Linked DNA regions of Macaca mulatta: region 2 is linked to region 1. The links are chromatin contacts, called in public Hi-C maps. All regions are on one chromosome and are shown on one strand. Each heading gives the region's core, a stretch centred on a gene start, on an enhancer-like site or on the middle of the called end of the contact. The rest is flanking DNA. Distances are from core to core; before and after follow the strand shown.

The links. Hi-C and Micro-C count contacts between places; a contact is called where the count stands out from the background.
Region 2: a Hi-C map of CD4 T cells shows a contact between it and region 1, with 2.8 times the contacts expected there. The contact joins the promoter of API5 here to the promoter of TTC17 in region 1. A contact is called at or near these places in 2 of 14 Hi-C or Micro-C datasets (CD4 T cells and liver).

What each region holds. Positions count from the first base shown.
Region 1 is chr14:22,216,793-22,223,739 of T2T-MMU8v2.0, forward strand. TTC17 (tetratricopeptide repeat domain 17) reads right to left here and starts at 2,612. Exons shown (of 24, transcript XM_015114425.3): 1 at 2,428-2,612. The coding sequence starts at 2,586. LOC106993251 (a long non-coding RNA gene) reads left to right here and starts at 2,056. Exons shown (of 3, transcript XR_003722563.2): 1 at 2,056-2,320.
Region 2 is chr14:22,257,553-22,264,499 of T2T-MMU8v2.0, forward strand. API5 (apoptosis inhibitor 5) reads right to left here and starts at 2,686. Exons shown (of 14, transcript NM_001257933.1): 1 at 2,520-2,686. The coding sequence starts at 2,588.

The DNA.
Region 1 (6,947 bases), core at 1,362-3,861:
GAGGCTGTTAGATGATTTTGCCCAAATTTTGGCTAATGTAAGTGTTGTGAGCAGTTTAAGGTAGGTTAGGGTAAGCTACAATGCTTGCTAGATGCATTAAACGCATTTTTGACTTACAGTATTTTTGACTTACAATGGGTTTATCAGCACATAACCCCTTCATAAGCTGAGAAGCATCTGTATTTACTAAGCTTTTAATTAGTTATGTTTCTGAATGTACAAATAAATCTGCAATATATATGGATTTCATATACTAAAAGGATATTTCAAGTCCTTAAGTACAGTATACCCAAATGTGATAATTAATCACGACCTAAATTGAGAGTTTGGATTCTACCTATATACAAATTACTGCCAGGAAGGGAAGCACGGGTCATGCACAATCAGCTATCAGAGTGGAACTCAGCAGCTCACCACAGCACCCAACTCCTTTACTTTATTCAGATGTGGCACCTTTTCTTCAGATTAAATCCAACTTTCATCCCCTGGTCTCTTATTGTTACACTGTAGACACCAACCTTATTTCTTCTGGCATAAAATATTGCGGCTGCCTGAACATAACACTATAAATGTTATGTATAGCAAAGAATTGGAAAATTCAATGAAAAGGATCACTTAAAAAGTCATGTAATAAAGAAATCTAACTTTTTAAAATTTAAGCCTAATTACTTAGTGCAGGAGTGACTTGGCAGAGATCCAAAAGATTCTTCAGATGTCCCCCTCTACTCTGAGGCAATTTCCAGTAACCCCTGCTTTCGCCCATTAATACATATGTATCCAAAGTGCAAAAAGAAGGAATTTGTTAAAAAAAAAAAAAAAAAAAAAGACTCTACTTTCCCACTGCAATGTTAAGCATATACATAAAACATTGCCACCAGCTTTCACTTTTTAGATGGGCTACTTTTTCAGCTGGGCGGTAGGACACCAAAATGGGAAGAAGTCAATGTCATAGAGTATAAATAGTTGTGGCCAAAAACAATATTGCAGAAGAGCCAACAGGAGAAAGGCTCCCCAAATTGCAGCAGGAGTGACTTAATTCCACGTCTCCCTTCATAAAGACCTCACGGAAAACCACCATCAGGAAACAAAGAAGGGTGGAAGCAACCAGCACTCACATATGGACTTACAGTGTTTTCTTGGGTTTCTGAAACACATACACATATATTTAAACTCTCAGCTAGTATGACAATGAAAATGAAACTGTTCTTTATGTATGTCACATAGAAAATGTTACCCAATAGGAAGACGGTCTTTTCTCAGATATGCTGAAAAACACTCATGAACACCTAGGCGGATTTTTAATTATATTTAATTTACTTATTATATTTGAGATAGAATTTGCCATTACATTACACAGCAAATCTAAAGGTAAACCTCACCTTAAACGTTGCAATGTGCTCCTATCATGATTCATTACACACAACCCAAAGGACCAGTAATTTCCCACCACACTAGTTAAAACGTTTTAGATCAGTGGGCTACACTGCATGCGGCACACAATTCACTTTCTGTATGTTTGCTAGACACTTCAAGATTGTTCTCCAGTGTTCGAAGTCAGTAAGTTTACCAAGATGCTGTAGCGGAACACACACGTACACACTCCTTAGGCATCAGCAGCATTTACAAAATGCAGGCAATCATAAAGTTATATAAGAAAAGCAGTCTCGCCTCTGAGGAATTAGTTCAGGCATACAAGAATCCAGGAAATCGCATATCCTCTATGCGAGGCTGGGTCACAGGAACTAGGTAAAGAAACAAAGCAAAGTACACTGGGAAACGAGGGCAGTAACAGCTGAAAAGATGCAGGCAACGCCACCAGCGGCATCTTCAAGCATTCTTTGGGAAGGGGAGTGTTTCTATACTGTTTCTAATGAGCCACTGCTGACCTAAGTAACGGTACAAGCTGAAACCAACACAGCCAGAAACGAAATCCACCATGTGGTAGACGAGACTAGGGGAGCAGCATGAATGGTCCACAGGCTAGGGGTGCAGAAGCTGTCACACACCCTGGGACTCGCGCACACCCTGGCGCTGCCACCTGCTTTCTATTTCCTCGGGGAGGGCCGGTGACGCGTGAGCCCGAGAAGCACCAAAGGCAGGAATCCTGAAATCTGTGATTTCTAAACCCCGAGCCAAAAAACGGTCCGTAGGGCCCGTCCCCCGCAGCTGGGCGACTCTTCCCCACGCGGCGCGCGACCCGCGAGGTGGAAGGGTGAGAACTTCCAGGCGGCCAAACGAGGACCAGGAGACAAGTGGGGAGCGGGAAGTGCCTAGTCCGAATGCAGGGAGGCCGGGGTCGCGGTGCCACCACAGTGTGAAGGTAGGCTGGGGGCGGGGCCGCGCGGAGCCCAACAGCCAGGGGCCAAGCAGGGGAATCCCCCCGGGGCGAGGGCGGGCACGGGCGAAGAGGGACGCCCCGGCCGCTACCTGCTGCTGGATCTTCCCGTCCTCCGTGACGACCCAGTGCGTGGTGGCGAAGGCCCCTCGTGCCGCCACACTCAGCAAGGTTGAAAGGCTGAGGAGCCAGCCTGGGCCGGAGCAAGGCGGCAGCTCGTACCGGCCACGGACCCCTACTGCCACCGCCATCTTGCCCCCCCGGCCGGGCCACTCACACCGGAAGCGGAAGCTAGTCTCCGGCGCCTGCCATCTTGGAAAGGTCGGCGCTGGAGGAGGAGCAGGAGGAGGAGTCGAGAGGCGTCGCTCGCTGATTATCAGGTTTCCTCCTCCTGGGTTTGGGCGGCCAGGAAGCGCGACATTCGGCTCTTCTCCCAGCTTGGCTTCAGGGATGGAGACCACTTTTTAGTTATTGTTTTTCTGTGGGTGGTTCGATCTCGGAGCGTGGGAACCGGAAGGAGAGAAAAGCAGTGGCTTAGGTGGAGCTTAAGCAGAAGTGAGAGGAGTCAGTTTTGTTGTTTTTTAAATCTTTGATTTTTCATTTTATTTCTGGTAAATAGTTGGGGAACAAAAGGTGTGCTTTCGAACCACCTATGGGAAGAGAGGTGTTGCTTTTCTTCTTAAAGTCTCACAATACTGGAAGCTTCAGAATGGAGACGGTTGTTAGTCTAGCGCACCGCTGTCCGGTAATGCGAGCCACGTGTGCAATGTAAAATATAGAGGGAAGTAATCCTACTAGTACATTTTATTTAGCTCAAAATACACAAAATATAAATTCAATGTGGTCGGTACACATCATTGAGGTAGTTTCCTTTTTTTTTTTTTTTCCACTAAGTGTTGGAAATCGGTATTTTACACTGACAGCTTATCTAGTCATAGATAGCCGCATGTGCCTACAGTACTGGTCAGCACACGTCTAAGCTAGAGGTCTAGGTCTGGAGACCAGAAGCATTGGCATCACCTGGGAGCTTTTAGACATGCACATTATCGGCTCCTCTCCCTCTCCCCTGCGACCTGCCGAATCAGACTACATTTTAGCAACAGCCTCAGGTGACTGGTATACATATTAAAGTTTGAGACCCACTTCCCTCTAGTGAACCAGCAGGCAGGCAGATGACAAGCTTGGCTGCCAGCTTCTTGCTAGATAGGTCATTTTAGGTCTTTCAAGATTGTCCTCTGTGTTTGTTATTTAAGATTGGTATGCTTTTGGTTTTCTCCTTGGGAAAAGAAGGATGAAAATATTGTTTAACCGCTTCCCTACACAAGTGTATGCGGGAGAGCAATTGCTAAGTGTTTAAATACCACACTATAGAAATATAGAAACAACCACAGCATTGGTTTTTTCATGTTGTTGTTTTTTCTTCATTCCAGGAACAGCTTTACTTAAAGACCTGAAGACTGAACATTCATTTCATTAAAAATATATGGCTTATTTGCTTTTTGCCTGGTACTCTGATAGTCTCTGGGTTTGGAAATGTCACCATTGAGCAGTGTGCAATATAGTGAGATATTATTGGCAGGCTAACAATTAAAATACAGGATAATGGGGGTGTATGAAGGCATATGTACAGGAGAGAGCAACCAACCAGGTGAAAAAAGGCTTGGAGCTCAGGTACTGGTTCAGGCAGAATAATAAGTGAAAAGGTGAAGTCAGCCGGGCTCGGTGGCTCACGCCTGTAATCCCAGCAGTTTGGGAGGCCGAGGTGGGTGGATCACGAGGTCAGGAGTTCGACCTGGCCAAGATGGTGAAACCCCGTCTCTACTAAAAATACAAAAATTAGCCGGGCGTGGTGGTGGGCGCCTGTAATCCCAACTACTCAGGAGGCTGAGGCAGAGAATTGCTTGAACACTAGGAGGAGGGGATTGCAGTGAGCGGAGATCACACCACTGCACTCCAGCCTGGGAAACAGAGCGAGAATCCGTCTCAAGAAAAGAAAAGGTGAAGTCAGTGGCATGTTGTAAGAATTTCTTTCTTAGAGTTTAGACATAGGCAACAGGGAGTGTTTCAGAATTTTATTTTATTGTTTGTTTATTTTTTTGAGACGGAGTCTCGCTCTGTCGCCCAGGCTGGAGTGCTGGAGTGCAGTGGCACGATCTTGGTTCACTGCAAGCTCCGCCTCCCGGGTTCACGCCATTCTCCTGCCTCAGCCTCCCGAGTAGCTGGGACTACAGGCGCCCGCCGCTACGCCCGGCTAATTGTTTGTATTTTTTAGTAGAGACGGGGTTTCACTGTGTTAGCCAGGATGGTCTCGATCTCCTGACCTCGTGATCCGCCGCCCTCCTTGGCCTCCCAGAGTGCTGGGATTACAGGCGTGAGCCACCGCGCCCAGCCTCAGAATTTTAAAATAGAGAAGTGGCAAATGATGGAATCCCTTTGGTCTCAGCATCTTACTTTGGGGGCATAGAGGTCAACCCTCTTTCTTGTGTATAAAGCTGACATCATCATCATCATCTAACATTTCTTGAGTGTTTAATACATGCTGGGTCCTGTACATGCATAGTTCCTATTAATCATCACAACTTACCGAGCTCTGGCTAGTTAAGTAAGTTGGCCAAGATCGTATTGCTAAGTGGTAGAGCTCAGGTTTGGACTCAGAGCCACCTGACTCTAGATCTGAGAACCTGAAAATGAATGAAGGATAGTGAGGAATTTGAGAAAGTCCCCAGCATCACATATTTTGCTATCAGTAATTTCGTCGACCTTCACAAGTTAACCTCTAACGGGGTGGAATTACAGCTTCTATAGCTTTATTATACCACCTACCTATTTTCTGTAGATAACTCTTATCTTTTGAGATCCTGTATTAGTTTTCTAATGCTGTGTAACAATTGCCACAAACTTAGCTTAACACATTATCTGACAGTTTCCTTGGGGCAAGAGTCTTCTGGTGTGGTGTGACTGAGTTCTCTGCTCAGTGTCACAAGGCTCATATTAAGGCTTCAATCTCATCTAAGGCTTGGGGGTCCTCAGTCAAGCTCATTCTTCAAGTCCATGGCAGAATTCAATGTATTGCGAATGTAGGACTGAGGGCTCCATTTTGTTACTGGCTGCTGATTGTGGCCATTAACAAACACTGAGGCTACCCACAATTTTCTGCCATGTGGCTCTCACAATGGCAGTTATTCCTTGAAGGCAAGCAGGAGAATATTTCCACTGCTGAAATCTCTTGAATTCCTCTATCTCTAAGCCCAGACTTAAAGGGCTCATGTGAGTTGATAAGGTCTATCTGAATAATATCCCTTTTTATTAACCTCAGATCAACTGGTTAGTAACTTTAATGCCGTCTGCAAAAATTTTGTTTGCCATATAACATTATCTTAGTCCATTTTGCATTGTTATAACAGAATACCTAAAGCTGGGCAATTTATAAAGAAAAGAGGTTTAATTGGCTTATGATTCTGGTGGCTGAAAAGTCCAAGATTGGGCAGCTGCATCTGGTAAGGGCCTCACACTGCTTCCACTTAGGGAGGAAAGCAGAAGGGGAGTGGGTGTGCATAGAGATCACATGTTAAGAGAAGCAGCAAGAGAGAGAAATCAAGAAAGCCAAACTCTTTAACAACCCACGCTCATGAGAACTAATTCATTCCTGAGACAGCAAGAACTCACCCCTGCACCCTGCCCCACCGTGAGGGCATTAATCTGTTCATGACAGATCCACCCCCAGAAACCTCCCCATCTCCCAACAGTGCCACATTGGGTACCAAATTTCAACATGGGTTTTGGTGGGCCCTAAGCACATCCAAACCTATAATCACAGGAGTGATATCGTATTCATGTTTTCCCCACACAGTCAAGTTAGGAAATTTCCCCCTTTTCTACTCTATTAAGGTGAAATAGACAAAAACTGTATATATTTAGTGTACAACATGATGTTTTAATATATGTAGGGGAGATTTTATGAGGTTAAGGACCATTGGGGATCATCTTAGAATTTTGCCTACCACAGATCCTGACTGCCAAGTACCATTCTTCTAGTCTTTCACTGAACTGTTTTAAGTATCACAGACTAATTTAGACATACTTTTGCTCCTGTTCCCTGCCTAAAATCCTTTCCTCATGCTGCTTTCTCAAATCTATTTAAGATACAGTTGAAATCCTAGCCTGCAAAAATGTCTGTCAACTTGTTTGCTGCCTCTGAATTCTGTAGCAGTAACATGACAATACTATGCTGCTGTGTGATATTATTTTATAAACTTTGAACACCCAAACTTCAGTGGTTCTTGCAAAAGTTCTTAGTTCTAATATGGTGAGACAGAACACTCAAACAGTAAGTCAGGCAAAGCAAATTTTTTACGAATAGGCAGCAAAGATACACAGAAATGGAGGATCCATGGTTAGCTGATCCCATGGCTCAGGAAAGCTGCCCTGGGCAGATAGATAGAGCCTCATCTGCATATACCCCATGTTGCAGCACAGATGAGGGACTCCAAAAACACTTTGGGTTTTATACCCTGGATATGACTGAGATTGCTGAGTACAAGTGTTGCAGAACATCCTGTTTTAGGAAAAATGAGGACACGGCCCAGGTTGTTCTGGAAGCTTCCTCCTTATC
Region 2 (6,947 bases), core at 1,436-3,935, 41 kb after region 1:
GAGTTTAGATAGTTGCTTGACAGCTGTCAATACAGAACGCATTGATGACCCATAATCTACAGGGAACTGTGTTAAATTCCAGCGTCCAGCCGGGTGTGTGGTACATGGTAGGTGAAACCTACCGAATAAAGCATGAATTCTCATTAAAGTGTAGACAAAGTTATCCTTTTCCATTTTTTCACAAACTTGTCTCAAGTACCCTTACTAAATAAAGAGTACATTTTTGCTGCAAATACATTTTTGCTGCAAGAAAGACATTTTGACTCCTTGGGGGAGAACTCTCAATTCAATCTGGTTTTTATAAAGATGACATGAGAAGGAAATGTAAGCAAATCTCAAAATTAAAGTAGGGGAATGGGACAGCATTATCTATACGGTTTCAAAGGCTTCTTAGAAAGATTCCTGACAGAACCACAGTTCTAGCTTTCACCCTATCCCCTCTACTGATGTGCAACAAAATCAAACACAGGTAGAACAATTTGTTACAAAGTTACCCAACTAAGTCCCAGAAAAATTATACGATTGAGAATATCTTCACTACTAGTTCTTTTTAGGAATAACAAATTCAAACTGATCCTACATAGTTTTTATCTTTTTTTTTTTTTTTTAATTTTTTGTTTGAAATGGAGTCTCATTCTGCTGCCCAGGCTGAACTGGAGTGGCCTGGTATCAGCTCACAGGAACCTCTGCCCCCTGGGTTCAAGTGATTCTCCTGCCTCAGCCACCCCAAATAGCTGGGACTTCGGGCGCACGCCACCATGCCTGGCTATTTTTTGTATTTTTAGTAGAGATAGGAGTTCACCATGTTTGCCAGGCTGGTCTCGAACTCCTGACCTCAAGTGATCTGCCCACCCAGGCCTCTTAAAGAACTGGGATTACAGGAGTGAGCCACCATGCCCGGCAGTTTTTATCTTCTTAATGAAGAGAATATTCCTCCTTCACAACCGACCTACACACTCTATCCACATGTACAACAGAATATCCGTATACATTTCTCACTGATAATAGTGAAATTCCCTACTGACAGGGAATGAAGGGAAAAAAAAATCATCTCCTATTTCAAACTGGTACATTCACAATTCTAGATTAAGCTACAATAAAGCTCCAACATGAATTTTTTTTTTCTTTCAGCTCAGAAAGGTCTTATTTGAATTATGTTCAGAAAAGGGGACGGGAAAGGTACTCCCACGACTGTTAATAGACTAGAATCTTCCACTTTCTCCAAGAAGGGATGCGTAAGCAGAAAAATCACAAAGTTCTAACTAAGCACTGAAAAGCTATGGTGTGGGATTTCTAAAACAATTATCAAAGTTGCCTCTAGGACTTCCTGGTTCTTCTCCCAGCCACTTATCAAGTTCAATGTACTCCGCTACTTGAAAACTCATACAGGGAACAAATGGCTCGTATGGATAATTCACTGCTGAGAAACTGTGTATCCGCGGCAAGCATGGCAAGAGCGCTCTTCCAGAGAACTCCATTCAGAGCTGCACTCTCACACACTCCTTCGCCCAGCCCTGTTTTATTTTCTTCAAACACGTTTCATTAAAAACAATAAATAATAATTTTAAAAAAACCCTTTTTTTTTTTTTGACGGGGTCTCGCTCGGTTGCCCAGGCTGGAGAGCAGTGAAGCGATCTCGGCTCACTGCAACCTCCGCCTTCCAGGTTCAAGCAATCCTCCCACCTCCGCCTCCTGAGTAGCTGGGATTACAGGCGCGCACCACCACGCCCGGCTAATTTTTGTATTGTTAGCAGAGACGGGGTTTCACCATGTTGCTCAGGCTGGTCTCGAACTCCTGACCTCGTGATCCACCCGCCTGGGCCTCCCAAAGTGCTGGGATTACAGGCGTGAGCCACCCAGCCGGGCCTCACAATGCCTTTCTTATTCATCACTCACTACACTCCCTCCTAACTGTACATTCTGAGAGCGCGCGGACCTTTCCATCTGTATCTCCAGCGCTCGGCGCTCAAAAAATGTACTGAATAAATGAAACCGTGAGCCCTCATCAAAGTCTGGACCAAAGAGTCCCTCTTCTGTTTCTTACAAACTTCTGTCTCCTAAACACTCTTCTTCAACTAGTAGCAGAATTTTGCCTCCAAAAAAACAAAAACAAAAACAAAAAAACAACACATCTTGACCTCTTGAAGAAAACTCCCGATCTAATCTTGTTCAGAAAAGGGGACGGGAAAGGAGAAAGGCTTAAGAGAATACTGTAGAGGAAAGCCCGGGAGGAGAATTAACGTGAGCCTGAACAGGCTGAGTTAGGTTACGCCAAGGTGGGAAAAGGCTGGGCGAGGGAGGCAGGGAAGCCTGGAACCCTGGGGACCGCGGTCTCCCTGGTGAAGCCAGAGTCTACACTCCCAGAGAGGCCCACCCCGACGAGACGGCCTGGGGAGGTTAGGAGCTCCCCCGGGAGGATGAAGCCGCAGCCCCCGCCCGGCCCGGGAGAGCGCGGCGGGCTGCGCTTTGGAAAGGCCGCGGAGCGCCGGGCCCTGCAGGCCGCCCGGGGACTCACTCACCTGGCCCACTTGCTCCGTGGCATCGGCCAGGATGCCATAATTGCGGTAAAGCTCCTCTACCGTCGGCATGGTGAGCGACAAGCCCAGGGCCCGCTTCCGCTATCCTAGTCCTCACCGGCGCCACCGCCGCCTCGGAACTTCTCCAACCCCACTACCTGCACTATTACACCTCCAGCTGCCGCCAGTGCCGCCGCCAGTCACCGCTCACAGCGCGGCTCCGCCCCCGACGTCTACGTAAAGACGCGCACGTCGGGAGCGGCCTTCAGTAGACTCCAATGCGCCTCCGCGATTTTTGTCGCCCTCTAGAGCTTGGAGGAGCAAAAAGCGGCAAGGATGATTGGATTATCTCACGCCTTTTTGAAAGCTTGAACCTGACTGGAGGCTCTCGATGGGAGGGGTGGGGGTGGGCGGGGAGATTAATACAAAGATAATCGCGTTTCTGCCCTTAGAGGATCTTACATATGAGAAGTCACAAACGGTTTCCTCCTGATTCAAGGAAGGTAATATTAATCAGTGGCAATAGAGGGTAGTGGGTCCGGTGGGAAGCAAAAAGCATTCCTATGCCATTTAAAAACCCTCTGTGTCCACCACGCTAATCAAGTGTGGGGTCAAATTCGGCCTGCTGGAAGAATTTGCATATCTTTGCTGCCAGTGTAAAGAATTGGGGCCACCTGATTATGTATAGTATCCAAGAGAGTAATAAATAAATGAAATCACGTACGCTTACTGATAAGAATTTCTAAGATACAAGTTTAGATGAAATTTTATATATATATTATATAATTATCATGTCTATATATAGCTGGGCGCTGTGGTTCGCACCTGTAATCCCAGCACTTTGGAAAGCTGAGGTGGGTGGATCACTTGAGGTCAAGAGTTCAAGATCAGCCTGGCCAACATGGTGAAACCTGGTGTCTACTAAAAATACAAAAATTAGCCAGGCATGGTGGCACGCACCTGTAGTCCCAGCTACTTGGGAGACTGAGGCAGGAGAATTATTTGAACCTAGGAGGCAGAGGTTGCAGTGAGCCCAGATCATGCCACTGCACTCCAGCCTGGGCCACAGAGCAAAACTCTATCTCAGAAAAAGAAAAAAAAGTTAAAAAGCAGGTATAAGATGATCCCATTAGGTAAAACATACAAAGCATACAAAACAAAGTTATGTGTGTATGTGTAAAAGGATGTTAAAGGATGTTAAAATTTCAAGATTGAAACATCAAACTCTAATACACTGTAAATTTCAAAGCCAGATCCACTTGTACAGAATATACACAGGAAATGATTACAAAAGAACTCACTGGCTCTTGTACTTCTCAGTTAGATTGAGGATAAATTTCCAACCCTAAAAAGGATTAGAGCTGAGTGTGATAGCCAACAGTCCCAGCTATGTGGGAAGCTAAGTGAGGAGAATCACTTGGGCCCAGGAGTTCAAGTCCAGCCTGGGCAACATAACAAGACCCCTGTCTAAAAATAAGAAATCAAGTGTAAAATTCAATGTTAAAAAAATTACAATTTGGACTTTCATGGAGAAACAGAAAAAGAATTAGGGAATGAAATGAGAGCAATTGGTGATAAGATTTTTTTATTTTTATGTTTTAGAGAAAGATGTTCTTGTGAGTACATTGAGGGCAATTTCTATCCCCTTCCCTCAAGCGTGGGGCCATTTTGAGGAGCCTGAAATATGGTCCCAGGTGGTTGAGAGACACAAAGGACTGGACATGCCTGATAAGCTCAGGTTACCCGTGGCTGCAGAGTGGAGGTGGCCATGTTGGGATCTACTGTGTTCTCAGATTTTGCTGGAGCGAGGGGATGGGAGTGATTCCCTTATAGCAGAGATGAGTCCTATAAAAGAGGAAGAGATTCTGGATTCATTTTGAGTCCTTCTGCCTGAGAGTAAGAACGCCCACACGGCAAGAGTCAATGGCAGCAGAAAGAGAGTGGTGACTGCGAGCAGCACATCAACACCTCACGGGGTCACCGTTGGGAGTGGCCTCTAAAGGCCCTTGGAGTGGCCACAGGACAGACCTGGTCTCTATCAGACCAGAGAGAGCCTATGGTACTGCACCGTCCAGACCTTTGCGAGGTTCTACTCTTCCTTTCTTCTCATGTTCCCCTCTCGGTGCATTTGCGCAGGAGGGGTCAGAAGCTGCCCACCAAACTGAGTGGAGGATATAGAGAAGAAAGGCAAGATGGGGAGCAACCTCAGCTGGAGAAGAGAACAAGATCTGGTTGGAAATTAAGTTTGGATTCACATGTTGAAATGGATGTTTTAATTTCTGAAGCAGAAAAGGCTGGTTCTGCCAGAATTTCTCTCTAGGGCTGGAATGAGATGACCCTACCTGCTATGTCTGAATGATTGTGTCCCCTCAAATTCATATGTTGAAACCCACCCCCCAAAATGATACTATTAAAAGGTGGGGCCTTTGACAGATGATTATGTCCTGAAGGCTCTGCTCCCACTAATGAGATTAGTGCCCTTATACAAGAGGCTTGAAAGAGCATGTTTGCCCCTTCTATCACCCTGTGAGGACACACAGAAGGCACAATCCATAAAGAACAGGCCTTCATCAGACACCAGATCCTGCTGGTGCCTTGATCTTGGACTTCCCAACTTCCACAACTGAGGCAATAAATTTCTGTTGTTTATAGATTATCCTTTCTAAGGTATTTTGTTATAGTAGCATGAATGGACTAAGACACCACCTGAATAAATGTTAAAGAGGTGGTGGAAGACAATAAGAAAGCTGTATATATATATGTGTGTGTGTGTGTGTATTTATATATATAGCTATATATAGCTTTATTATTCTCATATGTTTTTATATATTATAGTTTAATATATAATATATGTATGTATATTTTTAGACATAGTCTGGCTCTGTGGCCCACGCAGGAATGCAGTGGTATGATCTCCGCTCACTTCAACCTCAACCTCCTGAGCTCAAACCATCCTCCCACCTCAGCCTCCCAAGTAGCTGAGACTGCAGGCGCATGCCACCACACCTGGCTAACATTTGTAGTTTTAGTAGAGACAGGGTTTTGCCATGTTGCCCAGGCTGGTCTCAAACTCCCGAACTCAAGCGATCCGCCTGCCTCGGCCTCCCAAAGTGCTAGGATTACAGGCATGAGCCACTGTGCCCAGCCAATAAAGCTGTATTTTGATCACATCCTTCAAGTTAAGTATTTGATGTAGTGATACCTACATGTTTAAACATAGGAAAAGCAATCTGGGGCAGGAAATAAAGCGGTGTTTGCTTGGGGGACCTTTGCTTTGGCTTAATGTTTTAATTCATTACAATAAGTATGCCAATATATACACATAATATATTTTATGTATCCATTTTTACAAACAAATTTAAGAAGAGGAAAAAAACTCAACTTGTGTTTCTATGTTCTAAAATATAGCTATTCATACAAACTCCTTTAAAACTGACCCTTGACGGCCAGGTGCGGTGGCTTACACCTGTAATCCCAGCACTTTGGGAGGCCAAGGTGGGAGGATCATTTGAGGTCAGGAGTTTGAAACCAGCCTGGTCAACATGGCAAAACCCTGTCTCTACTAAAAATACAAAAATTAACTGGGCGTGGTGGCAGACGCCTGTAATCCCAGCCACTCGGGAGGCTGAAGCAGGAGAATCGCTTGAACCTGGGAGACAGAGATTGCAGTGAGCCGAGGTGGTGCCACTGCACTCCAGTCTGGGTGACAGAGTGAGACTCTGTCTCAAAAAACAAAAACAACCACCAAACAAACAGAAAAAAATCCTCACCCTTGTCTAAGTTGCCAGGCAGTTTCATTCAACACCGCTCTTCCTGATGCAGTCTATTACTTAGCCACGTTCATCAGGCTTGTGAATGCTTCTTGGTCTTCTTTTTCCTCTGTAACAGTCCTGGGGTTTGCTTTAAATCGTTTCCTATTTTTCTCTATTTCTAGCTGGTCACTTAAGCTAATGGGTTTTGATTGGTCCTAATGATGATAATGATGACAACATCGATGATGATGCTAATGGTAATGATATTGGGAGTCATCCCAATAATAACCAGCATATATTAAGTGATGGCAGAGTTCTGAGCACTTCATGTGAATCAATTCTCAAAAACTCTATGGGCTAGGACATACTATTCTCATCTTCACTTTACAAATGAGAAAATAGACATCAACTAACTAGTACCATGTTCCTTAACTCAGATGAGTTTTGAGTCCTGGTGTGTTCAGAATTGGTTCCTTCTGTTGGGTTCTTGGTCTCGCTGACTCCAAGAATGAAGCCACAGACCCTCACAGTGAGTGTTACAGTTCTTAAAGATGGTGTGTCTGGAGTTTGTTCCTTCACATTCCTTTTTCCTTTTGGTGGGTTCATGGTCTCACTGACTTCAGGAGTGAAGCCACAGAGCTTTGCAGTGAGTGTTACAGCTCATAAAGGTAGTGTGGGC